Linked DNA regions of Bombyx mori: region 2 is linked to region 1. Evidence: chromatin contacts called from public Hi-C data. All regions are on one chromosome and are shown on one strand. Each heading gives the region's core, a stretch centred on a gene start, on an enhancer-like site or on the middle of the called end of the contact. The rest is flanking DNA. Distances are from core to core; before and after follow the strand shown. Region 1 overlaps LOC101735345. Region 2 holds the start of LOC101735345.

Evidence for each region. Hi-C and Micro-C count contacts between places; a contact is called where the count stands out from the background.
Region 2: a contact with region 1 is called in a Hi-C map of posterior silk gland, with 1.6 times the contacts expected there. The contact joins the promoter of LOC101735345 here to the enhancer-like site in region 1. A contact is called at or near these places in 4 of 7 Hi-C or Micro-C datasets (middle silk gland, posterior silk gland and whole pupa).

What each region holds. Positions count from the first base shown.
Region 1 is chr9:12,580,217-12,587,357 of ASM3026992v2, forward strand. The region is part of intron 2 of LOC101735345; the gene reads right to left. Among protein-coding and RNA genes, the nearest start is that of LOC101747138, 30 kb to the left of the region's middle. Within about 2 kb of position 3,120, at least 3 of the 8 cell types and tissues checked have open chromatin away from gene starts, as enhancers often do.
Region 2 is chr9:12,615,224-12,622,364 of ASM3026992v2, forward strand. It overlaps LOC101735345, which reads right to left and starts at 2,500. Exons shown (of 8, transcript XM_012694728.4): 1 at 2,232-2,500. LOC134199437 (a long non-coding RNA gene) reads left to right here. Exons shown (of 2, transcript XR_009973921.1): 1 at 1-155; 2 at 354-589.

The DNA of each region.
Region 1 (7,141 bases), core at 1,870-4,369:
GCGTACAATTCGCAAGCCGCTCACGAACCCGTTTCTAGTACTGATTAAGAATAGTTTAATAACATTTTACCGTACAACATTAAATCAATAATTAAATACGCAATGTTAATAGACGCGATTTTATGTCTTGCTTACGAAAACACAAGTCCGAGTTTGGTCGCGAGTTTCCTTTCGAGATGATGATTAAACGGACAAATTTATTTAAATATCGTATCGTATAGCGGTCGGTTAAACTATTGTATTGGTTATAACATCAAGAGGCAGAGAAGATATTGAAAATAAATGAAAGTCGACCTCTCAGAGCTAGATACTTCTCCGTTTCTTCTCAAATTCAAATTCAAATCCAAAATCATTTATTTGAACTTGGATGTCAGCATAACACACTTGTTGAATGTCAAAAAATATAAATATAAATGTTCACTCTACAACCGGTTTCAAAAAGAGCCACAGTCCTGAGAAGAACCGGCGAAACAAACTCAGCGGGTTTTTTCTTTTTTGTTTTTTCTCAAATATTTTCTATTTTATTAAATAAGTAAAAATATTTACAATAAAAGAAAAAACAAGTCAAAAAATACAACTAAAATAATAATAATGAAAAATGAAAATAATCTTCTTATAGTAGATTTCGTATAACATCTGCCCACAGCAATGATGCTGAATGACGACCACGACCGCTCTGATAAGAGTGATGCGACAAAGGAAGGAGATTTCGTATCTTCCCAACACACATCAACTGCTCTCAAAAACAATTAACGTCATATAAGTCGCCGATAAGAAATACACAAATTTTATGACGTCTTAATTTAATATTAGTCCATTCCAGTTTTGTAAGTTTCAGGAGTCTCAGATTTGAATAAATGGGCACGAGAGTATAGAGAGGTTCCACCTACTCTTATATTACGAACATAAGATACATAGACATTATACATACGAAGATTGGTCGTAGGACCTCTTGTGAGTACGCGCGAGTAGGTACCACCATCCTGCCTATTTCTGCCGTGAAGCGGTAATGCGTTTCGGTTTGAAGGGTGGGGCAGCCGTTGTAACTATACTTGAGACCTTAGAACTTATGTCTCAATGGCTGGCGCATTTACGTCGTAGATGTCTATGGGTTCCAGTTACCAATTAACACCAAGTCGGCTGTGAGCTCGTCCACCCATCTAAGCAATAAAAAAAATAAGTTGGAGAATAAGTAGATAAATGGGTATTTTATCCAAGCCAAATTTTAATGTAACAGAACAATTATATTAGTTTTGATTAATTTATAAAAAAGGTGTTATCACAAGAAAAATATTGATAACATTGTATGCCAATTTTTTAACATACTCTCTTATTGGCTTGACCTGTATCCATCTCGCAACGTTTATTTCGCCAACTTCAAGAGGTTTGATAAATTTGGAATTTTTATACGTACAAAGGACAATTTTACGTAATTCTTATAATAATACTCGTATATAATTGGACATCTATATATTAATATGTGAAGCAAAAACTTTGTATCCCTTTTTACGAAAATTGCGCGGACGGAGGAGTATGAAATTTCCCACACTTATAGAAAATATAGTGAAGAAGTGCACAATCCTAATATTTTTTTTAAAATAATGCGTAAAAGATACATTAAATCAGTAAAGAAAACATTACACACACTACATACCATGTATTTGACGCACACACGCATGCATACTATTTATTGTCAAACTTTTGTTCTTGACGTCTGTTGTCAAATTGAAAATAGATTAAATATTGTTTGTCTTTGTTAATATTTTTTATAGTGTAGTCTTGGCGAAATTTGTGATTATAGAAGTATAAAATACAATCATAATAGTGTACAAACTTACAATTCCAATTAATTATAGTCGAATTTCGACTACTGCGGGACCTCTAGTTATGATTAATTAAACCTAAAATTAATTGATGATACGGACTTTTTTGGTTTTCAAGCTACGTTCATTTGGTAAATTCTCAACGATGCTTTGTCTTTAATGATATTATTATAATTGTACGCCTAATATTATGCTAACTACCGTTGTCAGTAAAAGCGACCTACGCAAGTAACATTTAAAAAAATATTCGTCGTGTTCATTCTTAAATTAATCTAACGGAACTTTTACTACATAACTTTATTCCATTTCCCCCTTACGTTTCTATTCTTTAACATCAATGATTTGAATACCCCGTTTAATTACGGTTATATGTTAAGAAATAAAATACGTTAATTATTATACTTAATTAATAACGTAACTATAATGTATTATATTTTCTAGTTTTCGCAAGCCGTAGGCATAATTAAAACTAGTTTTACGGTTTAATCTCGCATTTATTATTTTCATTTTATTATTTCCAATGTTTCGAATACTTTTGAGTTTACAGTTACTTCAGCAGGTTTTATTGTAATAGAATTGGGTCGTGAGGTACTTTGCTCAACTACAGCATTAAACAGTTCTTAATATAATGGGTACCTTACGTTTGGCTACTTCAAGAGTGCTCACGATGTATTAGAACTATTATCACTGATAACCATCCACTGAGTTCCTCGCGGAATCTTCTCAGTGGGTCGCGATTCCGATCCGGTAGATTCAGCAAAGCACTGCTGTTGCTAGGGTTAGCAATTCTCTCAGGTTGAGCCCGTGAGCTCACCTACCGGTCTGTGCGAAATTCAAATACACATATTAGGCTACCAACGACTAGATAGGTAAAAATATAAACTGATAATGACATAAACGAAGTTTATGAAAAAAAAAAAAGAGTTTCGTTACATAAAATTAACAGTATTTTTCCTATTATACTCTAATCAATAAGGAAACATCACAATCACATTAACTACTCGAAAAAATTAACGACATTTATAGTTTATTATTTAATTAGGTACATTTGTTTTCGGCGGTGGTATCGTATACTGAGTTTTTTTTTTCGAAATTTCTCAATGCACGATTCACGACTTCACTTACTTCACAATTAGCAAACTAAAATGTATACTTTTATTTTTATAGACCGAAATTTCCTGTATTCAATTGTTATGTATTACGTTGATTACGTGCGCAATAAACTTACAAAGATGTAACAACGAGTCTGCTAGCATAGCACAGTAGTACATTTCAAATGCAATTGTGTAAACGAACGAACTGCAAACGAGTTAGTAGTTGCAACATCGGTCACCGGGCCAATGTCGTACGCTGTTCACTGGTTTTACTTATATAAGTACGTATAACCTTTTATCGAATAATGAAGTCGATCTTTTTTTGTAACTATTTCCCCATTTTTAGTTGGTTTTACAAGCAATGTATTGATTGTATAATTTATTAGCAGTTGTGTTTAAATTGTATGCATAATACGTATGTAAATATGATACAATTAAGTAATTAGAAAGAAAATAACGAGTCCTTTTTTCGTAATGGACGTTCAGTATCGAGTCTACGCTCCGCGTGATCTTAACACGTCTTATGTAATTTAAATAAAAAGTTAAACCTATTTGCCATGAGTTAACACCTTTCCTATGTTGATTCAACGTATAGACTTATCATGAACAAATTTGGGGTATAAAACCAAGTTTACGATAAATATGAGTCACCGATGTCGAAACCTGTGTGTGTGTGCAACTTTGTATTCTAAGAAATTCAATAATACGGTGTTTATTATTTGTGTTAGGAATGTAAGCATTATAATCCCGACATATAATATCACTTCGAGAAACGACGCGTATAATGATAGACAGAAAATAAAAAATAAGGCTAAAAGTGTAATAATAGGTATTCCGAAAATTTTATCTTTCAACAGCTACAAGAAAATGGTTTAAACGTTCATTGCTAGATCTGCTGACGTTGGCATTTTCTAAAATACTTTCATTTACGTAGTATAAAAATATAATTTGTACATCCGTGCTTTTGTGTAATAGGCAGCCCTAATACTATTGAGTTAATAACTCGAAAATTTCTGAAAATAATTTAAGAACGACACATTTAAACCAGCGTGCGACAGCCTGTTTATTAATTCGGATTTTAACCTACTTTGTGTTCGATTTGGTACATTTTGAAAACGATAAGCATGTTTCGTGTTCAAATCTTTCAATTACATTCGTTAGCCTAATTAATTGATTTCGTCGTAGATTAAATACGTCTTATTTCTTTTTTTTTTTCCTACCTAAGCTGAGAGCCTTGAGAGGCTATTTCAGTGTAACCCTAACTTTTGTAGGTGAGCTCACGGGGCTCAAACCTGATGACGTTGCTAACACGAACCCCAGCAAGAGCCGTGCTTCGCAGAATCTACCACCGGATCGGAAACGCGACCCACTGAGAAGATCCGGCGAGAAACTCAGTGGACTGTGTCTGAGAGTTAATTTACTCATCGAGCCCTTCGTCGCAAGCGACGGGTTCGACGAGAACGGTGACCGGTGCTTGAAGTACCTAGAAGTACCGTTAGTGGATCGGGAGGATCCGAGATGACGTGTTTTGGGCGACGTCGACTGCTTTCTATTCTGTATGCAGGATCGGGAATGGTTAGACCGACGATTACCAAAGACGTCTGTCTATCGAACCCCAGCGGTCGAGTGCAGTGTGCTTAGCGCGAGTTTTTTTAACATTCTCGATCGCGTAAAAGTTAACTCCAATTTGTATTGAGTTGGAACGTGTGCCTGCGTTTGCCGTTAGGGGCGCTGTTCCAACTGCATACAAATTTGAATAACTTTTACGCGATCGAGAACGTTAAAAAACTCGCACTAAGCACACAGATTGCAACGGATCCAAACGAGCAAAAAAAGATCCACTACAGTGGAATATGTTTTAAGAAACCGTATCTATACATTTTTTTGTTTTCAATGAATAACTCACACACAAAGATAGCTTACGTGATGTTTCCTTATAGAAATAAATTTGGTTATCGATATTTATAAATCAATAATAAGACTATTTCTTAAGTAAATTTGTATTTCATTTTTAGATGTTCCGACGTGATATCTACATTCGTTCCTTACGAATGACGAATGGACGTTTCGTGTTGGAGGCCAAGATGCTTATCGGATCGTTGAGCCACTGTAGGAAGTAAATTTATTTTGATTACCGTTGAAAGCATAAGGCACTCGTGAGTGAGTGATCACTGTCGATGACGGACGTTAGTAATACCATAGACAAGCCGATACCTACGTTACATAAGCTCAGGGCCTACCGATTATTGAAGGATTTATTGGAGCCCATGGACTAAACAAATTGAGTCCCAAGATACCTTGAGACACGACGTGTAAGTTTCAATTGTATTACGAGTATATAACTTTGCGAAAGTAAAAGATGATATTTCCTACCCACCTATTACCACTAGTAAAAATAATAATCAGTCTACCCATCAGAAGATTCCTGCACGACGCCCCAACTTTTCTCCAGATACTTTTAATATTTCCCTGTCGTCAGTGAGTCTTCGTTTGTAAGACCATTAAAATAATCAAATCGAGTTAACCACTGTTCGCTTGGTGGTCGCCATTCGACCAAAATCACTAATGACTCAAGACTTCATTCATTTTATGTATTACATTTTCGGTTTTGTTTTGGTCATATTTTGATAAAATAGAAAAAAGTGGCAGGAATCGTGGTCGACAACCGGACGGACGCCAGTATAAATAAATAATTCAAACATTACGTTAAATTTATTGTATTCGTTGGGAGTCAGAGGAGGCATTTAATGTTATCGCCCGGAGATAACGTTAGAGACTTATTGAACCTTGATTGTGGTAATCGCATATCGAACGTTGCGGAAATAACGCGTGCCTACTATTTATTATTGTACGCGGAAATAAGAACCATTCGGATAATTCGGAATTTATTTCGACAATAATACAATTGTTTCCATAAGGAAAATTAACCACATAACAAACTTATATCATTTTTATTTATTTATTCACAACTTCGTATTCCATAGAACAAACAATGATGAAAATGATGATTATAGAATCATTAATTTTAAACACGTTGACGTTTCATAGTTAAATTTTTAATATTTTTTAATTTCCATTTTATTTATTTCCTAAATTGGTGGACTAGCTCATAGCTCATCTGATGTTAAGTGGTTACCGGAGCCCATAGACATCTACAATTGAATTTGAATTTGACCCTTCAAACCGAAACGCATTACTATTACTGCTACACGGCAGAAATAGGCAGGGCGGTGGTACCTACCCGCGCGGACTCACAAGAGGTCCTACCACCAGTAATAATAACAGAAGAGAATAATTTTAAAAAGAGCTAGAACACAACGCGCAAAAGTCTTAACGCGGAAGTATAGGTAGGTGAAAGTGGGGTGAAAGCTGCCGCGTGCAACATTTACCTAATAGCAATAGCTGCGCGGAGGCCGGTGCACATTACATCACACGCCACAAAATGTGAAAGTCAATGTTACATTACTTACCCATATTGGTATTTCAAATTATTTTACTGGAACGATATACCGTCTTCATGACGTGACGCATGAATTGAGTACAATAGATTAATGTCGTATTCATTAAAACCGCTATCAAGCTTAAGCCAGATCTATAATTATATTTATAATTTATAGCACATGTTTTGATAAATATACATAGACTCGATCAATAAATTTCGGAGATGTTAGTAACTATTTGAAGTTTTTGGTGGGAGTTGAGATGGGATATTCTGTTCCAATCACTAGAGTATAGAATTTTTAACGTGTCCTTGAACGTTGATGTCATTATATAAAATAAAGAATTGTGTCATTGAATTAAAACGATTATAAATCTTTGTCTTTGAATAGATATCAATTTATTTTCGTAAAATCGTCTATTTATTTGTTTGGTCTTTTTATGAGTGAATAAAGTATTAACCAACAGGCGATTAAACGCGATTCTATTCTGTTATTTTAATCTAACATAATTACAAGCGCACTGAAAAACATGGGCTTAGGTAGACACAAAACTTAACACTCCCTGTCGTGTATAAACTTTCATGGATATATTGTCGCCTAAATACAAAATATAGGAAAAGCCATAGGTTTTTAATTGGGACTGAATTCGACATTTCAAAATCGAGATTAAATTTTTTTTAATTTAGAACTAACATTCGCTAAAACAGTATGACAATCTTTAGTTGAGTAGGTAAACAAAACTGTGAAGACATTGTACTAAATAGAGCGCATAGAGAAAGTGGTC
Region 2 (7,141 bases), core at 1,250-3,749, 34 kb after region 1:
GTTTCGTGAACGCTTGCAAAGCAATCTTGGTCAATTACAGTAACCTTGCCGGTTTATTCGTGAGGATGTGGCGTCACCGGTACGATGGCAATGTCTGTTTCCTTTTTGTGAGCTGCTATAAGCATCGAAAAGTTTATCGAAAAGGATCTTATTAAGTATTAAAAAAAAAAATTACATATTTAAATACCAGTTTCGTTTAGGTATAAATCATTCACGCTTTGACCTTCAACGTTGCGTTATTTCGTTACGCGCAACATTACTAGAATACGAATTGTTTTTGTAAACAAAATAATCATCAATTTAAACAATCAATATCGAACACACGAGCCTAATTCGTTTCTTTCATCCAACAGGGTTGTCGGAACGTAAATCGGATCTATAAAAATAGTCAGATAGCCCATCGACCTTTCATCGTACAGGACGATAAGTGCGCGGACATCGAGACAAAGTCGAGGTCGTTAACCCCGGACTATCAGCTGACGACATCGGCCAAACCACGGAGAAATTATCTTTCACGCTTTATTTCGGTCGTTCACTGGCTCTATTGCCCTCCATATTTTCTAGTCACAAATAAAAAGTACGTTAACAAGACAGTTTTACTACATTATACTTGATTGCAGTGCAATAAATAGTATACTCAGATATTTATGTTGAGTGATTTCGAATGAGCGACATTATGAATTTGAAGCAACTTTGTTTCTCAGATTCTCGATCCCAATTCAAATGTGCATGTGTGAATGAATCACTTCCGACTAAAAACGTATTCTCGGTGTTTGACCTGTTTATTTAGTAGCATTCTTCGAAAGCCATGATGCGATTAATCTACACCACACTAGCGTTTTCGGAACGTATCAAATATTTTTTAGATACATTTACGTTCGAGTGACAACAACCGATAAATCATGGCCGACAGCGTTCTTTTATCGTGTTTGATTTGGAATTCGTAACAATTTTTCTCTGATACCGCGTTGGTCTACATATTTCTAGCACACAACGATGTCAAACTAGTTCAATTTCATTGCTTTCAACAAACATGTGATCGGATTGCTGCAGGTAAGGCGCAAAAATATCACGACCTACTTTATTGTTAGTGTACTGCTTCGCGAACACTAATAGCATCTAGCCTAAAAATAGACGATAATAACATTTGAAAACGTTTTGATTCAATTTTGATTATTTTTAATATAGTACTTAAAGCAGTTATAGTTAATTCTCGTTATAGCTTCAATTAAGGTGCATAAAAATAACAATGAAATGTTTGCCTTCATAATAATCTCACTTCGAGATCTTCTTTCTTTGTTAAGGTGTGTAGGTGGTTGTGATTTTCAATAAACGAATCTATTTCATTAATCTATCAACTTCACGCTTAATATGTTTGGATTTTTATACGATAAAAAAGAAACATGACACCTATATGTACTGTTTTGGATTTTTTTAATACCTACACAATAACCGAATTTCTAGCATTTATCGAAATAGTTAATGTTAATCAACACTAATAAGTTTTATATAATATACGAGAAATTCACAAAGGCTATCTGGTGACCCACCGTCGGATGATGATGTCGAAACTTCTCAAGTGGGCACTCGTAGTGTTCGATTTAAAAACCAGTCTCTGTGAGCCTTGAATCACTTGGCCACTTGCCACGCCTATTAGAAGCGCTGGAGAACATTTTAAGTCGAGTCGTTTGATCGAATCAATCGAAAGACTTCCTAATTAAAATATCTTTGATTTGTTCCCTTTTTATTCGGAAGCATTCGATGTTTGAAACGAATTGTTTAGTCGTACATCGATACGACGAGTTTAGTGACTACCTACTAAACATTAAACAAAGGCCAGATGTTCATCGGGCCGTGATTGAAGAACATTGTAGAGGTATCGCTACTTCCGCATACGTAATACGCTTTACTCAGATAATGGCATTGAATTGCATTTTATTAAACGCAAACTTTCCCGATTAATCTTCCGTAACTGGTGTGTTCTCTTAAATGTGACCCGAACATTTTGTTGCAAATTTTTATTTGTCGATTTCTAACAAGCACATCCGCGAATTGGCATCGACCGCAACGTTGGCTAACGGTACACATAAATTGCTTTGGACTTTAACTGTACACAATCTTCAGCAGTCTGAGAGACTAGAACTTCCGTAATAATATAAAGGTATTAGGAGAAAAATTCACTTATTTGCGTCCACGTATTCGATCACTCTTATAGTAGTATGAGTATTTACCTTGCAGAGAATCGGAGGGACAACGCCAACTCAGGCACGACGAGCGACGTCGTAGCGCAAATAACTCCACTACACTGTCCTCTCACAAATTCAACACAAATCCATTATCCGGAAACGATAAAACTATTAGGCAAATAACGATACGCACATTTCGTCCAGAAGTCTCAAACTATAGGCTCTTTTCAAGGAATACACGAATTAAAAGACGGATAAATCGTCAATGGGCGACGAAACAACCGCTCTAGAACGAACTTCGAGCTAAACTGACGAGTTGTGAAGGTAATATCTGTGCCTGGGCAGGGAGGGAGGGGGGGGGCGCTGTCGACAATGTGTCTCATTCGCTCTCGCCAGTGCTATACTGGCTATAGTTGCTATAGTTCATGCGTAGGTCGCGAAAGAATCCGATGGTCTACCGGAGTATGCCGACGATCGCCCATTATGAAACTAACTAAAGCTTAGGCTATTACTACTACACCTATGCGGCTTGTTGAATACCCCCACTTCTAGAAAGGGCATAAGTAGATCCGAAGTTGTAGCTACCAACCTTCATCATTCTTTCCGGAAAGGACTGATTCAGTTTAATAAAGATGAATTAACATGTGTTTATGATATAAAAACCAATATGACAGAAAACTATTTTCCGCATACGCAACAAGGTCATTTTACATTGAAATAATCGATTCTCACGAATTCTCATGTATTCGCATTAATTCTGAAAGTTTGTTTATCTTTATTATTTATTTAAATAGCTATGTATTTAACTTTACTCAGAGAAAGAAACTCTCGTGGAAGAACATCATCTTCCTACACACTTCCTATATTATTAGACAAAGATAAATTTCTTCAATGTTTATTTTTATTCTTTATTTTAACATATAGGGTAAGACTTTGTGGCTGCTAGACTGTGTCCCTGGCATTATTCCTGGCAGATCACTTACAATGAGGTGGGTCTTAGGTCAGTCCACCTTTCAGGAACTACAACTGAATAGGAATCTAGGTACTAAGATCGGAGAGGTTTCAATCCAAGAGCTCTGGTTGCGATGGCTATTTGGCCATACTTTTGATGATCTCACGACATGGTTTTTTTTTATAAGTTTAAATCGATGGACCCACACTATGTAGTTGAAATATAATTAATTTACAATACTTTACTATGTTTTATACAATTTTAAGTAGCTACTCGAAAACTTATTTAAACAACTTCATAATTAACTGCATTTTTTCCCGTAGTTTTAATCGAAATATTTATAACTTAATAACGAATGTCCACAGTTTAATTCATCCAACAACTCCGTTATGTGGCAATTTAATTTGCAACAAAAACTTAGACACGAAAGAAATTTCTCTGAGCATCGGCGTCTGTTTTTGCGCCATTCACGGTTGAATCACGTTCCGCGATACTGACAGGAAAACTGCTATTAATAATTAGATATTCGTTTTTATGCCAAAAGAAGAAAGATAGAGATGAGTTATAGCGTTGTCCCTTTTCACATAACAGAATTTATTGTAACTCGTGAATTTATTGCAGTAGTCGAAATTTGACTATAATTGTTACTATTGTTGATCGAAGCTATAATTAATTGAAATTATTAGTTTGAACATTATTAAGGTTCTATTGTCAAAGATTATTATACTTCTTTATTCACAGATTTCGCCAAGACCAGTCTATAGACAAATAATATGAAAGATAAAACAATATTAACCTATTTTCAATTTGACCACAGACTTTAAGCAATAACAAAAGTTTGACAATAAACATTTTCGTAAAAAGGGGTACAAAGTTTTTGCTTCACGTATTAATATATTATAGTTTTTTTTTTATGATTTAAAGGTTACTGGAGGCCCTGAGGCCTTTTCAGTTTCACCAGGACAGGTGGGCGAGCAAAAGCTCAGCCAGGCTTGCTAACAAGTAGTGATATTGCTGTTAGTTCGTCGTTCGACCATAGATAATACACATAATATCGTTCGACTTTCATGGCGGCGGTTCTTAGTTCGCACTGGCTGGCAATATTCGCACAACTTTCTGATGTCATTGTTCTGGCACCACGTGGGAACCAATTTTCTTTATTACCTGCAAATTTTTAGCTCATTGTAATATAATATGTCATTATTATGAATTATTTACCTCGTTAAGCTGTTTATTCTATGGGTAAATGTTTATACCTAGTAGGTATCTTTTTTTGTCTCATTGATTCAGAATTCGAATGGTACTATTTAAAAAGAAACCTAAACTGGAAACAAAACATGATAACGTAATCCGAACTAGTACATGATATTAGTTGTTCTTTTTGGACTTCCACGGGGAAGGAATAACATCGTGTAATAAAAATGAAACCCGCAAAATTATAACTTGCGTAATTACTGGTGGTGAGAACTCTTATGAGTCCGCGCGGGTAACTAGGTACCACCATCCGGCCTATTTCTGCCGGGAAGGAATAATGCGTTTCGGTTTGAAGGGCGGGGCAGCCGTTGTAACTATCAAGTATAGTTACAACGACCTTAGAACTTATATCTCAGGGTGGGTGGCGCATTTGCGATGTACATATCTATGGGCTCCAGTAACAACGTAACACCAGGTGGGCTGTGAGCTCGAAAGCTCGAAGCTCATCGAAATCGGTTGGCGTGATATTGAGTTATTCGTCTATTTGTCGCTCACGTACTTAATGCAAATTTAAGACTTATAAGGTTTTCTCATGGATACCATTATCAGAACTGGACTAAATTTTAATGGGACCACACGGGAAGCGTCAGCTTTCTAATAAAAAAAGAATCATCAAAATCGATTCACCCACTCAAAAATTATGAAGGTAACAAACATAAAAAAATATCATACAGCCGAATTGAGAACCTCCTCCTTTTTTGAAGTCGGCTAAAACACGACTTTATCACTCGTAGTTGTAATCTTTCATCACACATTTACACGTGCGATGCACGCACGTGCACGGAGGAGTAGTACAGCAATAAAACAAAATATTTTTTTATTGTTGTGAGTGAACGGACTCACGATATCGCGCACCATACATTGTTGTGGACACATTCACAATGTACTATATTGTATATTTTTGGCTAAGTATAGGCTGCTATGCTATATGGCACTATAATATAGCGTAATCTGAAAGCAGCTTTAGAGGGCTATGCCAGCGTTATCGAACGATTAAGTGAGCTCACGGGGCTCTAACCTCGGGACGTTGCTATCACCAGCCCTAGCAAGAGCAGTGCTTCGAAGAATCTACCACTGGATCGGAAAGGCGACCCACTGAGACGATCCGGCGACAAGCTTAGTGGGCTGGTGTAACATCTTGTGAAGAGGACAACATACTTAGTCTGGCCATAAATACTGTTACAATTAAAAATAAACAAAATATTAATTACATTTGAATTTGGAAATCTGCCATTTTTATACGATAGCTCATTGAGTTTTCTCATTTTAGCGCCAATACATTGCACAATATTTTGTGATATTAAAATGGAGTGGGGTGATAAAGAGAACCGAATCGCTGTGATTGCATTACACAAAGTAGGTATGGAGCCAAATGCAATTTTTAAAACTCTCCATACGCTTGGTATTAGTAAAATGTTTGTGTACCGGACTATTAATAGGTGCAATGAGACCTCCTTTGTTTGTGACAGAAAAAGATCTGGCCGTCCACCTAGTGTTCGTACGAAAAAGGTGGTCAAAGCAGTAAGGGAAAGAATTCGAAGAAATCCCGTCCGAAAGCAAAAGATTTTATCTCGGGAGATGAAGATAGCACCTAGAACCATGTCGCGTATTTTAAAAGATGACTTAGGACTTGCAGCCTATAAGAGACGTACTTACTGGTCATTTCTTAACTGATAATTTAAAAGAGAAAAGGGTGGTAAAATCGAAACAACTACTGAAGCGGTACGCAAAGGGAGGTCATAGAATAATTTTGTTTACGGATAAGAAAAGTTTTACAATTGAGCAACATTTTAACAAACAAAATGACCGTATTTATGCTCAAAGCTCTAAGGAAGCTTCCCAATTAGTCGACAGAGTGCAACGTGGGCACTATCCGCCTTCAGTGATGGTTTGGTGGGGTATTAGCTATGAAGGAGTGATTGAGCTATACTTTTGTGAAAAAGGTATCAAAACATCGGCACAAGTGTATCAAGATACCATTCTTGAGGAGGTAGTGAAGCCTCTTAACAACACCATGTTCAATAATCAAGAATGGTCCTTCCAGCAATACTCGGCGCCAGGTCATAAAGCTCGGTCTACGCAGTCTTGGTTGGAAACGTACATTTCGGACTCCATCAGAGCTGAAGGCTGTCCGTCGTCTAGTCCCGATCTTAATCCGCTGGATTATGATTTATGGTCAGTTTTAGAGAGTACGGCTTGCTCTAAACGCCATGATAATTTGGAGTCCCTAAAACAATCCGTACGATTGGCAGTGAAAATTTTTCCCATGGAAAGAGTGCGTGCTTCTATTGTTAACTGGCTTCAACGTTTAAAGGAATGCAGCCAATGGAGACCACTTCGAATAAGCTTTTTATACTTCAAATTTTTTTATATTTATGTATTAAACTAACACGCTGTAAAAGTAATAAATGTAATTTGCAATACATTTTTTTTATTCTTAATTGTAACAGTATTTATGGCCAGACTAAGTATACACTCCACTCAACTTTAAGGACCACAACCGCTTTAAGAGTGCTTAGACTGTTATGTAACTAGTACGTGTTTCTATCACATTCCAGTCAAACTCAAACACAAAACGAAATTAAGAATTGGCTAATTAAATGACAAACTTTTATTTTCTACACGACCAATAATACGGGCTTATGAATTCTGTTTACGTACCTATGTAGTTAGATGAATATTAGATAAAATGGAATTCGACTATTATTAATTACGGAGTCGACTCACGAGAAAGTTGTACGGAAACGGG